5 separate regions of the Mus musculus genome follow, and regions 1, 3, 4 and 5 are each linked to region 2. A link is a contact called in public Hi-C and promoter capture Hi-C data. All regions are on one chromosome and are shown on one strand. Each heading gives the region's core, a stretch centred on a gene start, on an enhancer-like site or on the middle of the called end of the contact. The rest is flanking DNA. Distances are from core to core; before and after follow the strand shown.

The links. Promoter capture Hi-C pulls out the DNA fragments that hold promoters and counts their contacts. Hi-C and Micro-C count contacts between places; a contact is called where the count stands out from the background. Capture Hi-C pulls out chosen DNA fragments and counts their contacts.
Region 1: a Hi-C map of CD8 T cells shows a contact between it and region 2, with 6 times the contacts expected there. The contact joins the promoter of Cox5b here to the promoter of Txndc9 in region 2. A contact is called at or near these places in 5 of 39 promoter capture datasets (the 3T3-L1 cell line, embryonic stem cells, hippocampal neurons and 2 more), 4 of 484 Hi-C or Micro-C datasets (CD4 T cells, CD8 T cells, muscle stem cells and 1 more), 1 of 115 datasets of contacts at active chromatin or transcription factors (astrocytes) and 2 of 9 other capture datasets (adipose tissue and liver).
Region 3: a promoter capture Hi-C map of pre-B cells shows a contact between it and region 2, with 4 times the contacts expected there. The contact joins the promoter of Zap70 here to the promoter of Txndc9 in region 2. A contact is called at or near these places in 2 of 39 promoter capture datasets (embryonic stem cells and pre-B cells) and 3 of 115 datasets of contacts at active chromatin or transcription factors (embryonic forebrain, embryonic stem cells and thymic regulatory T cells).
Region 4: a contact with region 2 is called in a promoter capture Hi-C map of adipose tissue, with 2.9 times the contacts expected there. The contact joins the promoter of Rpl31 here to the promoter of Txndc9 in region 2. A contact is called at or near these places in 9 of 39 promoter capture datasets (the 3T3-L1 cell line, the C10 cell line, embryonic stem cells and 4 more), 5 of 484 Hi-C or Micro-C datasets (B cells, CD8 T cells, the G1E-ER4 cell line and 2 more), 4 of 115 datasets of contacts at active chromatin or transcription factors (astrocytes, embryonic stem cells, large pre-B cells and 1 more) and 3 of 9 other capture datasets (adipose tissue, liver and pancreatic islet).
Region 5: a contact with region 2 is called in a promoter capture Hi-C map of liver, with 2.3 times the contacts expected there. The contact joins the promoter of Tmem131 here to the promoter of Txndc9 in region 2. A contact is called at or near these places in 4 of 39 promoter capture datasets (frontonasal cranial neural crest, liver and pre-B cells), 8 of 484 Hi-C or Micro-C datasets (B cells, the G1E-ER4 cell line, embryonic stem cells and 2 more), 4 of 115 datasets of contacts at active chromatin or transcription factors (astrocytes, cardiomyocytes, large pre-B cells and 1 more) and 1 of 9 other capture datasets (liver).

What each region holds. Positions count from the first base shown.
Region 1 is chr1:36,689,531-36,693,822 of GRCm38.p6, forward strand. It overlaps Cox5b (cytochrome c oxidase subunit 5B), which reads left to right and starts at 1,957. Exons shown (of 4, transcript NM_009942.2): 1 at 1,957-2,159; 2 at 2,681-2,754; 3 at 2,921-3,020; 4 at 3,667-3,858. The coding sequence starts at 2,057. The coding sequence ends at 3,779.
Region 2 is chr1:37,995,690-37,999,568 of GRCm38.p6, forward strand. Txndc9 (thioredoxin domain containing 9) reads right to left here and starts at 1,519. Exons shown (of 5, transcript NM_172054.4): 1 at 1,420-1,519; 2 at 1-152. The coding sequence starts at 132. It overlaps Eif5b (eukaryotic translation initiation factor 5B), which reads left to right and starts at 2,321. Exons shown (of 24, transcript NM_198303.2): 1 at 2,321-2,635. The coding sequence starts at 2,601.
Region 3 is chr1:36,759,580-36,763,640 of GRCm38.p6, forward strand. It overlaps Zap70 (zeta-chain (TCR) associated protein kinase), which reads left to right and starts at 2,219. Exons shown (of 13, transcript NM_009539.3): 1 at 2,219-2,363.
Region 4 is chr1:39,365,867-39,369,868 of GRCm38.p6, forward strand. Rpl31 (ribosomal protein L31) reads left to right here and starts at 1,985. Exons shown (of 4, transcript NM_001252218.1): 1 at 1,985-2,389. The coding sequence starts at 2,283.
Region 5 is chr1:36,937,197-36,940,949 of GRCm38.p6, forward strand. Tmem131 (transmembrane protein 131) reads right to left here and starts at 2,331. Exons shown (of 41, transcript NM_018872.2): 1 at 1,969-2,331. The coding sequence starts at 2,149.

The DNA.
Region 1 (4,292 bases), core at 707-3,206, 1.3 Mb before region 2:
ATTAATTGTGCTGAGGCTGAGAAAAATCTGGCTTAGTGTGGGTCGGGGACAGAAAGAATAAATGCCAAATTGCCAGCTTGTGTTGTTTGTGTTATATGATTTTTTTTTTACAATGTGCTTTTGATGCACATTGACTAAGAATGGCCTCCATGGTCTCATATATTTGAAGGCTTCGTCATTAGGGAGTGGCATTACTTGACAGAGATTAAGAACTATGGCCTTGTTGGCAGAAGTGTGTCTCTGCAGGTGGGCTTTGAGGGTTCAAAAGCCCAAGCCAGACCCAGCGTCTCTCACTTCCTTCTGCCTGTGGATCCTGAGGTAGAACTCTCAGCATCTCCTCCAGCACCATGTCTGCCTGGATGCTGCCCTGCTTCCCTCCATGATGATAACGGGCTAAACCTCTGAATTGTAAACCAGCCCCAATTAAATGTTTTCCTTCATAAGTGTTGCCGTGGTCACAGTGTCTCTTCACCCTAACAAAGACATCTAGTCTTGGTTTTCCTGAGTGTTCTCTAAAGGAGGAAAGATGGTGGAGCTGGCTGATGGGGCTGACTGGGGTTTTCCCTCTTAATGTGGACACAAATCAATAATGGGTTCATTGGAGGAAAGATGCCTTGAATTAGGAATTAATCCAGATGATTGTAGTGGAGACAAGGAAGTAAAAATGAAAACTATGCAAAGTGTAAGCCCATCTTCACAGTCAAGAAATTTGGTGCCTCATTATAGGCTATTTTTTTTTCTTGGTTGAGGGCAGCCATGAAGACCAGGTTAGTTCCTCTGAAGGAATGTTCCACCAGACCCTTTTGAAAATAACCTACAAGGGGTAGGTGACAACACCCAGGAATTTAGTCCTTTGTAGTTTTCCTCAACTTGACCTTTTGTAGTCACAAGCTCTATAAACTATATTTTTGGTCCAAGCGGCAGGATTTACTAAAAGTCATTTGATATTATTATGTCAGGCCTCTGCAAGGTACTTAAGATTTCATCACTGGGACGCAATTAGGGAAGCATAGATACTGTATGCAGCCATAGTGTTTCAGGAATGTTCCACAACGAGAATAAATCGAAGAAGCCAGTGTTTGGAAATCTAGTGAACGCTCTGCCGTGAGTTGTCAGGCTTTACCTGTGTGCAACACTGAGCAATGGAGGACGTTTTCTGTCTAAATTAGAGACTTCTGGCCACGGTGCCTATTGTCATTTCCAGTTGCATTATTAACTTTCTTTCTGTCCCTCCTCCTCCTAGTATCCTCATCGTGGTGGAGTGGCCATCAGGAGGTATCCTACATCTATGCCTCCAAAGCCCTTCTGCACCGCACCCCCCGCACCCCCCTCATCCTTGTCCCTGGGGCCAACACCATCACCTCCCATAACATTACTATAGGAGGAAAACTGAGGACGGTGCAACAGCTTTAATCCCAGCAGAGGTAACCAGATCTCTGTGAGCTTTAGACCACCCTGATCTACATAGGGAGTTAAAGGTCAGCCAGGCTACATAGTGATACCGTGCTTAAAAAACAAAACAAAACAGAGTGGAGGAGGGAATTGAGGCTAAGACTGTGTGTGTGGGGGGGTGTACTGTCAATTTCTGACGGAGTGGGCCATTGCAACAATTTGGTAACAACTAAAGCTGTCTGCAGTCTCGAACCCGTGGCTAACAGGCATAACAAACACAACAGGCTTCCTGAGCTCACGCCCAAGGTTGTATGATTCGTGGTGGAAGCCCTTGACTGCGGGAACTTCGGCTTCCACAGCACCTCCACTACAAGAACTACTATGTGGCTGGGACACTGGGCGCGAACACTCAAGCGGACAGGTCATGAACCCGAAAGCCGCTAGCTGTCAGGGTGACTGACGCCACGCCCCGGAGGCGGCGGGAGTCTGCGCGGCCCACGAAGAGGCAGAACTGCGCATGTGCGGCGTCTACTTTTAGCGCTGCTTCGGCTGGTCGGGGCAGGAAGCGGAAGACTGACCGGGCGTTGTTAGACTCCCACCAACGGAAGTCCCGCCCATCTTGCTCAGCCTGTTCCCGGAAGTGCATCTGCTTGTCTCGGGCGAGATGGCTTCAAGGTTACTTCGCGGAGTGGGCGCTTTGGCGGCGCAGGCCCTGAGGGCCCACGGCCCCCGTGGCGCGGCCGTGACCCGCTCCATGGCTTCTGGAGGTACGTGACCAGCTGGGCGGGACAGGCCGGTGTCCATGGCCTCCGGCGTGGTTGGTGATGGGCGGTCGAGCGGGGTCGGCCATTAGCGTTCTCTCGAGCCCTGCTGACCACCTTAGGCTCCGGGAGCCGGCGCTCTGTCCGGTCTTGCTGTAATTTCGGCCGCCCACCCGATCGAACCCGCTTTCAAAGTGCCCTCACTGGAAGGTGCCGGGTGACCTTGGAACACAAGGACTTGGAGGGCTGAAAAAGCGCTGGACCAACATTCAAATCCCTTGCCCGCCACCAGCCAGTATACTCTCATGACTTGATTGTAGGGAAAGTCGACAACCAAGCTTCCGCGGTGGGAAGGGAAAAACGGTATGGCTTGGGAGTCATGCCTCAGTGGGCTTAGGGGACTGTGGGAATGGGTAGCTTGGGAACCCACCAAAGAAGCGGATAACGTCACCTTTCCCGTGTTGATCTTTTTATCGTGTATCCATCGTGGTCATATCAATTGCCGTAGCTCATTTTTCTTCTTCTAGGTGGTGTCCCCACTGATGAGGAGCAGGCTACTGGGCTGGAGAGGGAGATCATGATAGCAGCACAGAAGGGACTGGTAAGGAGAAATGCTGTGTCCTCTGGAGCCCTGGGGCTTGGATGGGATTAGAGGAGTTCCTGTCAGCCAGCGTCTGGTCCTGACAACCCAGCTTGTAGGAACGGCCCTTTTGCAGTGCAGTGGCAGGCGTTATCTGTCATAAATAGTCAACTCTTGTCTCTTTCAGGACCCATACAATATGCTACCTCCAAAGGCAGCTTCAGGCACCAAGGAAGACCCTAATCTAGTCCCGTCCATCAGCAACAAGAGAATAGTGGGCTGCATCTGTAAGCACTTTGTTTTTATTTTCTGGCCCATTTGTTTATAACCTGCCTCACAGAATGTCTATAAATTGCTTCAGATATGTGTGTATGATGGACTGTATGTGTGTAAAAATGTAAATATGTGTATACATTGTTGTAAGGGTTGTTGACTGTCTTAAGTCTCAGTATGCATGAGAAGTCACAGAAGGCAGATGACCCTGGAGCTGTAGTTACAAGCAAGGCTGTGAGCCACTTTGCTGTGGCTACTGGGAATTGAACTCAGGTCCTCTGGAAGAGCAGTCCATGCTTTTAATTGCTGAACTATCTTTCCAGCCCAGATTATTTACACACACACACACACGTATGTACATACATATGCCAGGTACTGTTTGTTTCAAGCACTAGGGATACACATGAGTACAGATCCTGTTTTGGAATTTTGCATAGGGACTGGAATTGTTAGAACCTACAGTGACCCCATACAAGGTTATCTTACTCACAGGTAAATGCATCCCCGCTTTTTCATTTGAAGGAGCGGAGCGTGAAGTGGTCTCCTAGTCAGTGGCAGTTTTGTTGCTGTGTCCGAAGTGTCTGTAGGAAAGAGGTGAATGCTGAAAGCCTCCCTCTGTACATGGACGCTGGATGACTGTCAACCGTCTTTCCCTTTCAGGTGAAGAGGACAACTGTACTGTCATCTGGTTTTGGCTGCACAAAGGCGAGAGTCAGCGATGCCCCAACTGTGGAACCCATTACAAGCTGGTGCCCCACCAAATGGCCCACTGAGCCCCTGTGTTATCTTTTCAGAATGTAAAGAAAAACTTCTCTCTAATAAAGATTAGCCATTGCACTGGCTCCTCCCATAGCTGGCTAGTCTTATGTCTATAGTCTTTTTTTTTTTAATATATATATATTGAGACCACCTATCTCTTAATACTAGTTTGGCATCCACTTAGAATGTAAAACCAGTATAGAATTGTTAGAATTTTATTTTTAAAAAATTTTAAACTTTTTGTTGTTGCTGTTATTTGTTTGCTTTTCGAGACAGGGTTTCTCTTTTCTCTGTGTAGCCTTGGCTGGCCTGGAACTCACTCTGTAGACCAGGCTTGCCTTGACTTCAGATTCTGAGTGCTGGGATTAAAAGTATCTGCCACCACAGCCTGGCTAAAAATTCTTTTAAATTTTAACTTTTATATAATGTAGAGGGGGCAAAAACCAAGGGGGATTGTTAGGGGCAAGAGCAGTGACAATATGCTGACCTTGCTCAGATCTTCATGGTTCCGTTTTGCCCTGCTAATG
Region 2 (3,879 bases), core at 269-2,768:
CAGTTCATCTTCACCAATCTGATCCAGTTTCTGAATTTCAGAGTCCAAGTGATTCTCCACCAGCTTAGCGGCCTGGAGGAACTGGTTCTCCAGGACTTCTGAGAACATGTCGACGGATCCATTACCTTCCATTGTTCTAAGTGGTCTTGGTGCTGGGGGAGGGGGCATAAAAAATAAGTATTAAGTTTACATTTCGGGGGCTTTGTTGTTTTTTTTTTTTTTTTTAAAACAGGGTCTCTGTAACAGAGCCTGAGAGGTTAACACAACAGATGCCATGTTGGAGGCACTATTTTGGCCTTAGAACTCAGCATGTAGGCCCCAACACCTGCCAAAACCAGAATAAAGATGTAAACCATCAAAGATCTCATTTATGGTTCCAGAATCCAGGGAAATCCCTAAATACACTAGCTTGCTTTTCGGCATACTTCCTCAAAAATATCCTGACATAAACGTTACAAGTCCAGGTGACAGCCCATCGCTTCTACGACTAAAGGCAGGCTCTTGAAGCAGAGAGAAGTAATTACACACACGTCTACTTGTGTCCAACATCTGCTGGAGAACAACATTAATCTGGGAGTAGATTAATTAATGCAACCAAGACAATCCCTACTCTCTGAGCCATGCCCACTGGCCAACCTAATCTACCCAATTTCTCAATGAGTCTTTCTTCCTAGGTGACCGTAGATTATTCTATCAAGTTGACAGCTAAAACTAATCAGCTCACACACAAAATAAGCCTGGGCATGGTGGCTCATGATTACAACCTCAGCTCTCAAGGGCAGAAGCATAAGGGTCACACCTCATATTTGGAGCGATAGGCCTGGGCTACATAAGGTCATTTAAAAACTCCAACTGTCAGCTTCTCATAAATACTATACAACTGAAAAGAAGCTGTACTCCCAGGATCCCTAACTCGGGGAAGAGAGAGAAGGATCCGAGACCAGCCACTCAGAATCTGCATCACAGTATTCGTTTATCACCGAGAATTTCACAGGAGACCTTTACGTTTAAATGCGGAGCTTCACGCGACTAAAAGTGCTGCCCTGAATTAGGCGGAGGTGGTCACTGCCTTTATATTGGGGGTAAGGACATAACTTTCTATTTATTGAACCAAATCGAGTATTATTCTTACCGACGAACTGGGGGCCCTGACACCTATGTACTCCCCTACAAACTCCTAACCGAAACCCTAACCCCATGTACCTGTCAGCAGACTCTTCGCCACTCCCTGAGCTCAAGAGACTGGTGGAGTAGTTCCGGGGGGACCCGATTTCGCACTAACTGGGGCGCATGCGCCGTAGCCTCCGCAGCCGCCCAGACGAGGCCCTCCCAGCCGCTCCCTCGATCCCAGCCGAGGATGTGTCCTTCATCAACACTGGGACGCTGTGGCACTATCGGCCACATCACCCTCAGCCGTACCTGGACTATTGATGAGGCCTACGGAGAGAGGAAGCCGCAGATCAAGAATACCCACCGGGTTCACACAGGTTTCAACCTCGCAGCAATTGTTAAGGGCAGAGAAGGGGCTGTTAACTCCGCCACTTCATTGGCTACAGTCCTCTCGCGATACAATGTGAGACACTCGCGGAAAGGGCGGTGGCGAGTGACGAAAGCCTCGGAGAAGCCCTATCCTCCGCCACCCGGAACTACTGGCTTCCGAGCCTACGCTTCACGTGGGCTAATGGCCGGAGGGATGGGCGCTAGGCACGTTGGGAATTGTAGTTCTTTGTGCACTGACTGCGGGTCCCGGCTCTACCGGGAAACGAGCCGGGTCTTGAGCCTGAGTGACAGAGGGGCTTCATTTCTCGTTGTGTTTAATAGTTTCGAAAGTGTAGCTTACAGTACATTATAATTTATACACAGCTCACACTAGTAACATCGCCCCGAAACATGGAGAAAATTTTCACCATGCCAGGATCTTCCCTCCTGACTTTCTTAGGCACATGAATTTTTAGAACTTGCTCATACGAAGATTCATATTAGGGGACCCGTTGCTGTGTCCTTATGTCTTTTTCCCCTTAATAAATGTACACAGTTGACAATTCATGAGTGTTTCTGAGAGGGATCCCATTTTTTGTCCTGCCACCCCCAGAACGCTCATCATTGACTCTTTGTGGTCCTGTAATGGACTTCCCGCAGCTGAGGCCGCGTAGGCAGGGGAGAATTTTCAGTCCCACTTCTGCGTCGAAAGCCAGCCCCGGGAAGGGTGCCGACGTGAGAAATGAACGGCCTCATTGTCGTCCTCTAGGTTCTAGAACCCGGGATCCGCCGGACGTCGGTGCGCGGCGCTCACTTGCGGCGAGGGGGCGCCTGGGTTCCCACCTGGCCGGCGGCTCTACTGGAGACGCTCTAGCCGAAGCGCCGCTCTCGATGAGCCGCGCCCTGCGTCCCCACGCCGAGGCGGCGGGGCGATGCGCTTGCGTACTGAGGGCTCACACCATATGTGCCCTGTCCCAGTGCGCGGGTCTGTGGAGAGCCGGGTGCGAGAGGCGGCGGCGCGAGGGGGACCGAGCCGAGCGGGCATTGGAGTCAGCCGGGAGACAGTGGGTCTGTGAGACACCGAACCGAGGGGCCGGGGCCGCGAGCGCCGTTGACAAGCGATGGGGAAGAAACAGAAAAACAAGAGCGAAGACAGGTAGGCGGCGGGGCTCGGGCCGGGGGTCCTCCGGGAGTCGCGCGGGGCCCTGGATGGGCGAGCCTCGACGGGGCGCGTCCCGCGGCCGGGGCTCGGGCTGGGGTCCGAGGCGTGGGGCTGAGGGGCTCGGAGGTCGTTTGGGGGTCCGGGCGGTGTGGGGCCGGGCTCGGGCGCTGCTAAGCCAGGCCTACGGCCCAGGTGAGTGCGAGCCGGGCCCGGAGAGCCCGGGTGGGGCGGGCCGGGAACGGCTCCCTCGCCTCCCCTGGCCCTGGGAACGCCTCCCAGAGCGGCTCAGGAACTTCGGAGGTGCTCGGGGTTGCGGAGAGGTAGCCCAGCGGCTCCCTCCTCCCGTGTGCCAAGTTGGAAACACTTCTGGGGTTATTTAAAGTCCCGGTTGCCCAGTCCTGCTTTCTGGCTTTCCATTTTCCGGCCTCTTTTTTTTTTTTTTTTTGCGTATGTCTTGGCTTCCTACCGCTTCCCTTAAGAAAGGAGGAGGGGAAGAAACCAGTCAAGGGTCGCTGCTTTCTAACCTTAAAAGAAAAAGCCTTTTCAGGGGAAGGAGTGTGTGTTTATGAGCTACTTAGGCGGAGATTTGGGGAGCATGCCTGTGCCACGTTCGATTAAGTTCTTTTACCCTTTTCAGTTGAGTTGACTTCCTGGGCGTCTGCAACCATCTGTTCCATTTCATCTTTAAGTAATGGCCATTCAACTTAATTTAAAACACTACAGGTAACCGAAAACAAAACCAAGCCTTGTGGCACTTCATCGCTGTGGCTCACACAGACATGGTTTTGAAGTTAAAGCTGTTGAAGTGTATGTCGGAACACTTAAGTGTGTGGACCTCGCAGTTGGCTATCTGGCAAGAAGAATTTAAAGACTAGGCTTGTATTTTGGTTTTAGGTCTGTTGGAGAATGTAAACTGGTCTGCGGAATAGATTCTGGGTTTCTTGTGGCAGAGTTAGTGTTTATGAGGAACAGGGTTTATTACAGATTTAGATGTGAGCATTAAGAGGGACAACAGAGGAGGGTTCTGTAGAGCAGGGAAGCTGAGAACTTCCTCTAGAATGGGGGTAGGGCTTCTCAAAGAGTGGCCTGAAAGTTACTGTTAGTCAAATCAGGAGAATAAAAAGAGGTAAGCAGATATTCCTGAACCTTTGGTAGGACATTGGCATACGTGAGTAACATTTTATTTATTTATATTTTTCTGAGAAGAATTTTGAGTTCTATCAGTCATCTATCTATGT
Region 3 (4,061 bases), core at 969-3,468, 1.2 Mb before region 2:
CTCAGCTGGCCTTCAGTGTAAGTAGGCTCTAATGCCAGTGAAGGAATAGCCATGCTGGCAGGCTGAGGGCAAGCAGGCAAAGAGCCTGCTTCCATGTCCTTGTATCTAGGCTTCCAACAGAAGGTGTGGCCCAGACTAAAGGTTTGTCTTCCTGTCTCAAGATCCAAACCAAAGACTTGTGTGTGTCTTCCTATCTCAGAGGTCTGGACTAGAAGTAGATCCACCTTCTTCAACCCAAGCAAAAAAAAAACAAAAAACAACAAACAAACAAACAAACAACCCCCCCCCCCAAAAAAAAAAAGAAAACCAAAAAAACCTTACAGGTGTGCCCTCCATTTCTGGATTGTGGTTCATTCCAGATGTAGTCCAGTTGATAAGGATAGCTATCACAGGCAGAGTTTGTTTTCAGGCCTGTTTTAATATTCACAATGGCCCCAAGAGGTAGAAACGGATGAGGGATAGAAGGCATCCTAGCCAGGCCCAGAAGGAAAGTAGCTGAGTCACTGTGTGTGTGTGTGTGTGTGTGTGTGTGTGTGTGTGTGTATGTGTGTGAGTGAGTAGGGGCAGGGGGGTGTCAATCCAGGAGGGACCCTGGTGAAAGAGGTTGTCCTTGTGGCTGGGGCTGCAGGGCAGGTGGAGGTGGTGGTGTTGGCAATCGAGTTGACCTCTCTGGAAGGCTGAGGCTCCATCTCCTCCCCTCCCAGGGCACCTGCCATATTTTTCCCACTTGAGGTCTGATGTTCCTTTAGCTATGGAGCCAAACATGGCCTGCCTAGTTTCAGCTGCCTGCGCACTCGGGCCTCTCTGGCCAGTGTGAGGCAGAGGGAGGTTTCCTAGAGGAGGCCAGGTTGCTTCTCCTCAGAGGCACACCTGGAGGTGTTGGGGCACAGGTTCAATTTTTTTCCTAGGCTCTGAGTTCACAGTTTACTGGACACCCCCCCTCCCACCAGACGCGCTGAGTTCCCTAGCATCCGGTAGCCCTTCCCTCTGAAGTTCAAAGGACGTGCCTCCCTCTTGCCACCTCATGGGACAATGCTCCTATCTGTGGCGATCTGCATCCTCTCCTCAGTGAAGCAGACATACTGCGGGCTGCAGCTATGACACTGTTTCCAGTCGCAAGCTTCTGGACACGAAGTGGGACAGGAAGGGGCTTGTGGCTTGCTGAGACCAAGATGTCCCTTCTCTGAGCACTGGAGATTCCCACCTCGGAGGAGGAGAATGCCGCCCATTTCCCCCACCCCCAACCCCCATCCCCGGCCCCTGATGCTTTCAAGTAACTGGTGTGGCTCCCAGAGACCTTGGGGCAATGCACATTTCTAGTATGATCTAGATATGTGAAGTGGTCAAGGTGGTAGACCCTTGTGGGGCTGGACTAGAGTGTATGAGTGTCGGGGGACCCCGCCTACTTGTCCCAGCTCCAGAGCCAGTTCTTCCCAGAGCTCCTGTAGAATAACCCTGCCATCGTGGCTTTTTCTAGGTGAACACCAGCCTAGCTCTGGAGTCCCAGTGGGCTCACCCCTCCCTCACCCCAGCTTTAGAGCTTTAGAGCCTGCCTCTAGGGTTCCGGCAGAGGCCTGCCCCTGGATGCTTCCAAGAAATTGGGCACTGTACTGTCTAGATTTATATCAACTTGACACGTATTATAGTTATCTGAGAGGAAACCTCAATTGAGAAAACGCTTCTATAAGGTTGCGTTGTGGGCGTCTGATGGTGGGTGGAGCCATTCCCAGGCTGGTGGTCGTGGGTTCTAGAAGAAATCAGGCTGAGCAAGCCAGTAAGCAGCAGCCCTCCATGGCCTTCGCATCAGTTCCTGCCTCCAGCTTCCTGCTCTGTTTGAGTTCCTGCTCCAACATACTTCGATAATTAGCTGTGGAAGTATAAGCCAGGTAGACCCATTCCTCCCGAACTTGCTTTGGTCACTGTGTTAATCACAGTAATAGCAACCTTATCTAGGACAGGAACACATTGGGGACCCCTCCTTTCCAGAACTTGCCCTTCCCCCAACACTCCAGGTGCCCCCCTCAGGTGGGGGCTCACTGTGGGAAGCAGCCTTTGCCCCAATCCCTGGCTGCTACAATCCCCACCTTCCTCTTGTGTTCCCGACACCCTGCGGCTGGTACTGCGTGACCCCGGAAATGTGCTCTGCCCCGCCAGGAGCATGTGGCCTGTGATTTTCCTTCCACACAGCATTTTGTTGCTTTGACGTCAACTTCAAACACGGCTCTCTTTCCTGTCTTCGCATCAAGGAAATAGGCTGAGCTGCAAAGAAAGGTGCTGGTGAGAAAAAGTGCTCTGGGGACACCAGGCCTTCCGGCTGGGCCCTGCCGTACCCTGTGAGCTGTGATAGCCTCGAGGGTGTCCAGGTGAGTGGCCACCCTTTAGCCTTTGGTGGAGGGAGTGTGACTGGGTGTCACTCCCTTACTCTGATCTCTGTGTGAGGAGGGTGGGGTCCGCAGGGGCCTGAGGCTGGGCTTGGGTAGGCCCAAGTGGTAGGGACCTGAGACTTTGCAATCGGTGGAGCTAAGGGGCGCCCTTGGGGAAACAGGTCACCCGAGGGGTGCCGGTGTCTTTTTCTGGGTTCCTAGACTCCTGTTGGGTCGGCTCCTTGGCTTTAGAAAGCAGCACAGGCAGGCTGGTACAATAGGCCTGTGAGCTTGGACAACAGAATGTCAGTAGCTCTGGAGAGGGGCTCGAGTCAGGCTCCACTCGGAGTCAGGTCATGTTAAAGCAGGGGAAAGGAACTATCACTAGATCTCTGCTCCGTAGCTGTGTGCTCTTGACAGTTGTCTTGGCCTCTCTGAATCTGCATTTAAAAAACAGATACAGAGTTGGCTGCCTGTTAAATGCTTGCCTTGTTTGTTGGCCAAGAGGCTGGAAGAGGTATCTCAGACAGTGAGGCCTGGCAGAAAATAGCAGGGTTCCTGTGAACGGTCACAGTGACATTCATTGCTCTTGTCTTAGCTAGGACATCAAACACACAGTAGGTGTTTACTGAAGCCTTGCTGAAAGATTGGGGTCACCAAGTCCTAAGTTGGAAAATCGAAGGTGTCACCTGCTAAGGTTCCTCTGACAAACCCAAAGTTCACCTGACCTTCAGTTTTGCCTTTGCAACCCCCGCAGATGCTCTGGTGGGCCAGCAGCCTGGAGGGTGTTAAAGTTTACACTTTTTAGGGCCAGGGGCCTGGGTCCATTTAGATCTGCCTGCTCTTTATTGCTGTGTGACCTTGGGCAAGTCACCCCACCTCTCTGTGCTTTCACAGTTTCTGTATCTGACACCTCATTCAGTGTTCAGGGACATAGGTGCCATATAGTTAATAGGTTGTTAGGATGCTAATTGTTATCATTAGCTCTGGAGGGTCTCAGGCCCTGATCACAGATTCTGGAAACTTCCACGAGGCCTGCAGCATCTGAACCACCCTATACTGACCACCCCTGCTCAGGCCCAAGGACCACAGGAACGGGGTCATGCTGACCTAAAGCCAGCTGACGCCGCCTGTCCCCAGTGGGCACTAGTGTCTGGAGATGTTTTTGGTATTAACTTGGGCAATCCCGGCATGCAATGGGTAGATGTCAAGAATGCTGTCAAACACCCCTTCCCACGGCCCTTCCCTCACCATTCCTCTACTCTATGGGCACTGTCCTGGGTCGCCCCAATGTTTTCTACCTATCTTTTACTGTCCTATAGCTGGATATCTAGAGAGCAGAAGCTGCCTTGCTTAGGGGGGTCACGTCATTTCTAGAATCCAGTCAGTGGAGGCTGGGCTGGGGTTCTGACCATTCTGCGGGGTTGGAGGGACATTGCCCCATCAATTGACATATGCTCAGCGAGCTAGATTTAAGACCATCTCTGGCCCCCACCAGCCTCAAGGCCTTGGCAGTCCAAGTAGTTCGGCTGCAGTGTTGGGGTCTGCGGGGACATGGAGTCCCCGGGGACTTGGCTCAGAGCTCTACGGTCTCTTCTGCACCGTATTAGTTGGAAACATCAGTTTCTGTTGGGCCTGAGTGACTGTGGGTCAGGTTGCGTGCCTGGCATAGCTTCTCCGAGCCTCAGTTTCCCCAGA
Region 4 (4,002 bases), core at 735-3,234, 1.4 Mb after region 2:
TTTCCACTAAATGCATGCATCATGGGAATTGTAATCACTGACCTCTTCATTCATTATCTTTGCTTATTAAAAGGTCATTCTGTAACTACATCTGTGTCCCAGAAAAACCATGATCATACTGTCTGGAAAAGTACAGTGTCTTGGCTCAAGAGTCAAGATTGAATGTGACCTCAGTTTAAGATACTACAAACAAACTAAAATTGTAACACCTTCTGTCTCTAACAACTAAAATCCCCTTGTACAAACAACATTGTTGTCATTGTTAGACAAGGTATCACTATGTAGCTCTGGCTGGCTTGGAACTCCCTATATAGATCAGGCTGTTCTGCAACTTACAGAGCTCCACCTGCCTCTGCCTCCCACTGTGGAATTAAAAGTGTGTGCCACCACACCTGGCGAAGTGAAGCAGTTCCTAGTCATGACTTTGCACTCTTGCCAAAATGTCCTAGTAAAAATTTAGCGATATAAAATGGCTTTAATTTCTGTTCATGTTGTAGCTTGACGATCTCAAAGTCAGCCAGTAATATACTGAAAAAAATCTAATCTGAGTCATCTAGAGAAATGCTATTAGTGCTCAGATGGACTTCATATTATGGAGATAAATAGCCTTGCTTTTCTGTAGAAAAGCTCATTAGAAATGAGGCAGGGGAATTTTTTTTCCTTTTTGATTTTTTAGCTTAATCATGTGTGGACGGATATGTCTAGTTTATTGACTCCTTAAATTATTCATGTTTTACTTTTAGTATGAAGTCAGGAACTCACAGCCTTTTATAAACTCAGCTTTTCTAATTAACCATTATTTATTAACCATAACTAATTATCATTTCTTGCTCAAGTCAGCACACTCTGACTAGTGGGCTCCTCTGTCTTCTTGCTAAAGATCCCAAATTCACATTTTCATATTCTCTTTATAGCCCTTCCTCCCTCTCCCTCCCTCAGTCTCTACTCTCCCCTTCCCTCTCTCCTCCCCTTACTCTTGGATCTAGTCTCATTGTGTAGCCAAGACTGGCCTCTGTGTAGTCCGTCCTTAATTTGGCATCCTCTTGCTCTGCCTCCTGAATGCATCGCTCCAGACTTCCTTTTAAATTATTTTTGAGTGGCTCTGCTTGGGAGATTGCGTTGCAATTTTCTGAGCTCAACCCCAGTACCAATCAGCACTCCCATAGAACCCCTTCTGGTTTGGATTCTCTAAGAACTAGAACCGAGCCTGTCTGCTCCTTTCCTCCTAGCCCCACTGAGAAGTCATCAGATATTGTCAAGCGTGTTTAGCCCACTACAGTCAAGGATATCTCGAACTCCTGATCACCTAACTCAACCCACAAAGTTCTGGGATCACAGGTGTGCACCACCACACGTGGCTGTGGACACTATTTTCTTAAGAGAGAGAGAGCAGTTGCCTGTCCACCCCAAGTCTGACCTTTGGGGAATCCAAAGGCCCCAGCATCCCTTAGCCAAAGGAGGCAGAGACATAGGTTCCTTGTAAGATCGTGGAGTTTCTGCCTGCCTGTCTTCTTGCCTGTGAGATCCTGAAACTTGCTCATTGCTGAAACTCCAATAGACAGGCTATTCGGACATGTTTAGATTCGGAGATCTATTTTCTACGGACGTGCCTGGCATTTCCGTGGGCATTTTCGACTTGGAAAATAAATTCTTTTGTTGTCGTCTCGGTCATTCCGGGGACCTTCCGCCAAGCACAGTATCTAATAGATTAAACAAACGTAGAGTGAGTGAGCGAGTGCACCCGAAAAACTGGAGTATCTTCCCTCCCGGCCGGGCGTTCCGAATCCGGGTTCGGGTTGGGATTTAAATCCCATCCCGCACCTCCACTGCTCAAGGCAGATTGCAAGAAGACTGACAAGATCGACCCCGCCCTGGGCCCGCCCTGGGTCCGCCCCATGCCGCTCGCTCCGCCCCTGACGCGCGCTGTATTTACGCCCCAGCCTAACTCCTAACTTCCCTCGCCACACCTCTTCCTCCTCGCCTCCCCGTGACCCGGAAGTTGTACGGCTACGCGACTTTCCCTCCCACAAACCCTCGCGCCCTTCCTTTCCTACTTGGGCCCGGCAGAGTGAGTATGGCTGCGGGGTCGCGGCTCTGAAATCCGGCGCCATCCGCGCCCGGCGCGGGACGGGCAGGCTCGGTGGGGTTTGTCCCGCGCCGCGCGGAGGCTCTGCGGTCCGGGGCGGTGGGAGGACGGCCTGCGGGGTACGGGTGCACCTTAGCTCGGGCTTGGGCTTTCCCACTACCTGCTTAGAGCCTCCCTCCCTGTCGCCTGCGTCTAGATGGCTCCCGCAAAGAAGGGTGGCGAGAAGAAGAAGGGCCGTTCTGCCATCAACGAGGTGGTGACCCGAGAATACACCATCAACATTCACAAGCGCATCCATGGAGTGTGAGTACCGGGCGGGCGGTGTGGCCCGCGACCCCCTTCGGGCTCCGGCCGGGCTGGGCTGTCACCCGCGAGCCTTGCTTACAGACTGGGTGCTCTAGAGGGCAAGCGGGTTTATTCCGGTGTGGTTGTGTGTACGTGGAAGGTGTGCGGGGTTTGGCTTGCACGGCAACCGGCTAGGAAATGGAGACTGGAGGCTGTGATGGAGTTTGAGGGAGCGGTTAGACTTGGGGAAGGTTGGTGGTGCTAAAACGTGAGTTCTGGTAATCCGGACGTGTAAAAGGAAAGTCAGTGACTTGTACGCTGCAGGAAAGTGGCCGGTTACTACCTCAAGTGCGAAATACGATTTTTTTTTTCGTCGTCCGATTATACAGATTTGTGCAAATTCGGGGCAAGTTGTAGTAAAGTGGCGGTTACAGAGAGTGATTGCGGTCCTTATTTGTACACGACCTATCTGCATTTGCGTTCCAGCCCTAGAGCTTGAGTTCTTGGACTTGATGGTTTAGTATTTTCGGAGAGATTTTGCCGGGTTGAAATGTGTGTCTGCACCTAGTGGGTTGCCCCAAGGTCTTTGCCCGGTATGAATACTGCTGGTGGTCGGCCACGTTCCTTCCTCTATGGTTGGGCATATTAAGCACTATGAAGCACTATTTAGGCCTGTGACAAAGTGAAAGTAGGCCACAAGTTAAAGGTGGTGTGGGTGTTGCCCAGTATGTGGAAGGAAGAGTCGCTCTCAGGTGAAAGGTACTCTTTAAAAGCAGCCTTGAATAGAGCATTGTAGAAGCGAGTCGTACCCCCCCCCCAGGCCTTTTGTATTTTGTTGATAAGGCCCTATGTGAGAATCTCTAGCCTCCTTCATTCTTTGGTAATTTCTTGGTCCCCATTGTGGTGTAAACCAAGCCTCTGCTTTGTTCCACTCCTTGCTTTCCCTGTCTCATTCATTCGGGTAGTAGTTGAGCCCAGTGCTAGGTCTGCCCTCTGAGATCTACTCACTGACTGCGGCAGCCCCACTTTTTCCAATTCCCTAACCATAACATTGAGATTGCTCAGTGCTCCATCTCTTTCCTGGTCTTTGTAAGTGATACCACCTGACTGGTTGCTTGCGTGAGTTTTTTTCAAGCTAGCTGTGAAGTGGGTTGTCTGGGCACTAGAGACAGGCTGCGGGTAGGTAGAATAGAGAAAGCAGATGCTCTTTGTCTCACTTGGAGTGGACTTGACGGGTGTTGAACAGACCTGGGCTTTTTTGGTTGATTGGTTTTTGGATTTGAGGTCTTCCCACCCAGCCTCCATGTTGGGATCATTGGTGCGTGCACCATGCTCTAGAAAGGTTCAAGTTTTTTGTTTTTTAATAGCCCTCTATCATGTACCCTGGCTATATTCATAGGAGAGTGCCTGCCTCAATTCCACAGAACTTTGTCTTCCTTTTGTATGAGTGTTTTGCCTGAATGCTTGTATGCTCCACATTGGTGCTGGAATCAAACCTAGGTCATCTGCAAGAGCAGATATTTTTAACCGCTGGATCATCAGGACCATCATTCAGGATTGCTGTGAGCAGGCCTGGTTGGTGACTGATACTCTGGGAAAGTGAGCGGGACATCTTGAACTATAGGATGCTT
Region 5 (3,753 bases), core at 1,081-3,580, 1.1 Mb before region 2:
GGGTGAAAATCAATTCCATTTTCTCTACTTATTCAAAATAAAAACATGACTGGAATTTGATCTAGAAGCAGCATGTTTTGAGAGTAGAACATTTATTGAGAACGTTTTTGGAACGTGTGATTAAAACCAGACCTACTTATGAGAGACTAAGTCATATGATCTATATTAATATAATTACTCCTAATATCTTACTTAAATAACTATTTGGTCCATACAAACTGTTCCCCCTGATACTGCATAACCACAAAAGCTGTCTGATTCAGCCAGGCCCAGTGGCTGATTCAATCACTTCCTTTCATACTTAACACGCTGGCAGCTATTCTACAGGCTCAGCCCTTATATATATTTATGAATATTAGAGAGGTGCATGGACACGTAAATTATGCAAATGGAAATACACAAATATATTTTAGACTAATGTCTTCAAACAATAACTTTATTTACTTAACTGTACCCCCAAAATTAGTGTATAAAATGACAATTGAAAAATAATACACTTTAGAAGGATAATGAAAACTTAGATTCAATCACTACTTCAGTTCCCAGTTCGTGAGACTCAAAAGCACCTAGCTAGGCGCCTATACCACACAAGGCAATCAATAGCAAAGCAAAGCCAGCGCCCCTCTAGGTCACAGTGAAGCACACAAGTACACATGCCCATTCAATTATCACACTATAAAAGGTTCACTCAACACACATGGGCAAATGTTGGCTACCATGGCCACCCATAACAACACTAAACTAACAGGGGATCATAAATAATAAGAACTATGACAATCCCAGGCCTGACCATCTTAAAGCAGCATTTTTTAATGTTTAAAATAATCTTGCCTCTGCCAAATCCCTGCTTGCCTGTTAACCAGGCTGACTCTGTTTATAGAGTTAAGTGAGAGAATATAATGTTTCTAAGGAAAATAAATAATAAACTGACACAGAGTTGCACTTTAAGGCTAATCTGGTTTACTTTACAGCTGCTAGCCAGTAACAGCGACTTTATACAGGAAAAACAAAAATAATCTAACTAGTTTTCTTCTTAGGGAAAAAAAAAAGCAGCATTCACTGTGAATTAATTCATGAAGGTTCTGTGACTGCTCACACTTCTCCTTGGGCTCACGTTCAGAAACAGGTAGTCCAGAACACCCCCACCCCCAAATTAGTCTTCAAGACTGCAAAGTAATTTCTGATCTTGTCAAAGTACCAGTTTTACAACCTTACAATATTAGAGGAGTTATTAAAACTGGAGTGCGGCTTCAATTGTGAGTTACAGGTGAAGGGTGTGCAAGCTGGGAACTTGACATTCGTTTCTAAGGGCTCACACATCAAAGAGAAAGGCACCGAATTACGTGAGGATATTAAAGCAGAAATGGAAACCGGCTTCCAGTAGCTTACTAGAGGCAAATGAGAGTCTATTTAGGGCTAATAACAAACGATCCTCCATACCGCAAAGGGATAGTGAAGAAGGATACTAAGGAAACAAGAGCCTCTTCAAAGAGATGTCCCAGCAAATAGAAATTTTATAAGCCGTGTATTGAAGCCTTTCCACCAGTCTCGCTTTTTTTTTTTCTTCTTTTTTAACCACCGCATTTTAAAGTGAGCTCGGTCCGCATGCCCAAATTAAAACCTGACAAAGGGAAAACAAGAAAAGCGTCCCGCGATCGACCTAGCAGGAGCCACCAAGAAGCCTAAAAGCGGGGTGCCTCCTCGCATAGCGGGCCAAGTGGCAAGAACCTACAAGAGAGCTCGGGAAGTTTTATGGGCACTGACAGTAGACGAGGGAAAGACCGGGACACGGTGAGGGGAAAGGAATCACGGAGCAGCGGCAGAGCCGCGGCGCGCGGCCGACGCGGCAGCTCGCCGAACCCCGAGTCGCCGGCTCGGGACGGGGCTCGACCCAGCAACTTCGCGCCGGCGCCCGTCGCGGGCCTCCCTCTGCCGCCTGTCGCCCGCCGCCCGCCGCCGGCAACCCACCTTCCTTCTCGGCCCGCGCCGCGGCCACCACGAGGGTCATCACCAGGTGCAGCGCTCCCAGGAGGCCCGCGGCTGCGCTCCGAGGACCCCCGCCTCGGCCAGCCGCGGGCTCCAGCCCGGCCGCGGAGGACGTGGAGGCGGCGGCGGCGGCGGCGGCTGCTCCTCCCGCCCGCTTCCCCATCCTGGCGGGCCGGGGGCCGCCGAGCTCGAGGTCCTGCGCGACCCTTCTCCGCGAGGCGACGGCAGCGGCGCGGGAGCCGTGGTCCGGGCTATGGCCGCGGTGCCCGAGGAGAGAGCGGTTGTGGGCCCAGAGCTCGGGCTCCCGGCGTGGGTCTGGGTCGGTGCGTGCGTGGGAGCGAGAGTGTCAGTCACAGTCTCGGCATCGGCATCGCCTACGAAGAGCCGGAACGGAGAGGCCGCGGGTCAGGCACGGCGGGCGGCCATACTGGAAACGGGCAAGGGCCGCGGGCCCCGGCGCTGGCCTCTAAGGGGCGGGGCAGAGCGCAGGGGCCCGCCCCCTCCGTGCCAATACCTGGGCGGCCCGCCGGTTCGCGTGCTCCCCGTGGACTCCGTGAGCTCCGGCTCCTCGCCCCGCCCTCAGAATCACACGGGCTTCACCGACCGGACGGGCCGGGGCGGCCAACCGCACCCTGTCACTGCCGCACGGCCCGGGAGAAGGAGGGAGAGGGACCCGGGCCGGCCAGGAGTTAAGATGGCGGCCGGAGCTTCACGGAGGCAATGACGGCAGTCACGTGGGAGATAGGGTAGCCACGCTGCGCAGCCGCTTTGGTGCGTGGGCGGGGCCCGGCCGCGCCTCCGACGCCGGGACAAACCCGGGTCTAGTGGTACTGCAATGTCCGAGCCTTTCAGAGGGCTGAGTGCGCATCCGGAGCCCAGCGCCGACAGTCCGTGCCAGTGATTTCTCGGGTCGCACCTCTGCCTCTCGGTGGCTTTGACGTGGGAAGTGTTCAGGGTCCGATTCAATTTCTTGCAGTGCTTCCTTAAGAACGGGGGACCCGCCCTCTTTACATTTGTGTCTTCCAAAGCGTACCCAAGAGGGACTTAATGGAACCTTCGTACCTCTTGTTCACAGGAAGCCCTTTTTATGCAGTTTCTTTGCTTGCTTGTATTTGGAAACTTACCATGTGTGTAAAAAGCATTAGTTGGGGCGGGGTGGAGGAACAAGGCGAGGTGTGCCAGAAATCAGACTGGGTTTTCTCTGTCTTGGAATGATCAATATGTTTCTATGCGCATACTCCTTTCAAAGGCCAAAATCAAAGATGGTGTGTCTTAGTCTCCTGTAAGAAGCACCTCATGTCTCCCAGGTTAAAGTTTGAGTGTGTGTGTGTGTTTTTCTGTGTGTCTGTTTGCTCGATACAAGTCTTAATCTAGGCCCTTTGGGGAAGGGGAAGGAAGGATATTGTCACAGTTTGGTAGCCTGGTCACTTCCCCCCAGAGCCTAGCCCCAGAGTCTTTTTTTGCTTTTCTCAGCTTTTGGTTGAGTTAGTCGATCTATTTAAAAGGCCACATTTGCCTATTGCATGTCTTAGAACAAACTAGAAAAGAAAATGGGATTTCAGAAAACCTTTTTTAAAAGGTACTCAACGTTCTTCCTTCTGCTGTCGTCCTGTTTGTGAAGCAAACATGTAAATTAATAATACATTTTGAAGGCGTCCTCACCCCCGATGGCTTTTGGTTTGCCCCCCACCCCCACCCCCAAGGCATTCTCCTTCTGTAGCCTAGGTTGACCTAGAACTCACTGTGAGCCCAGGCTGGAGTGGAACT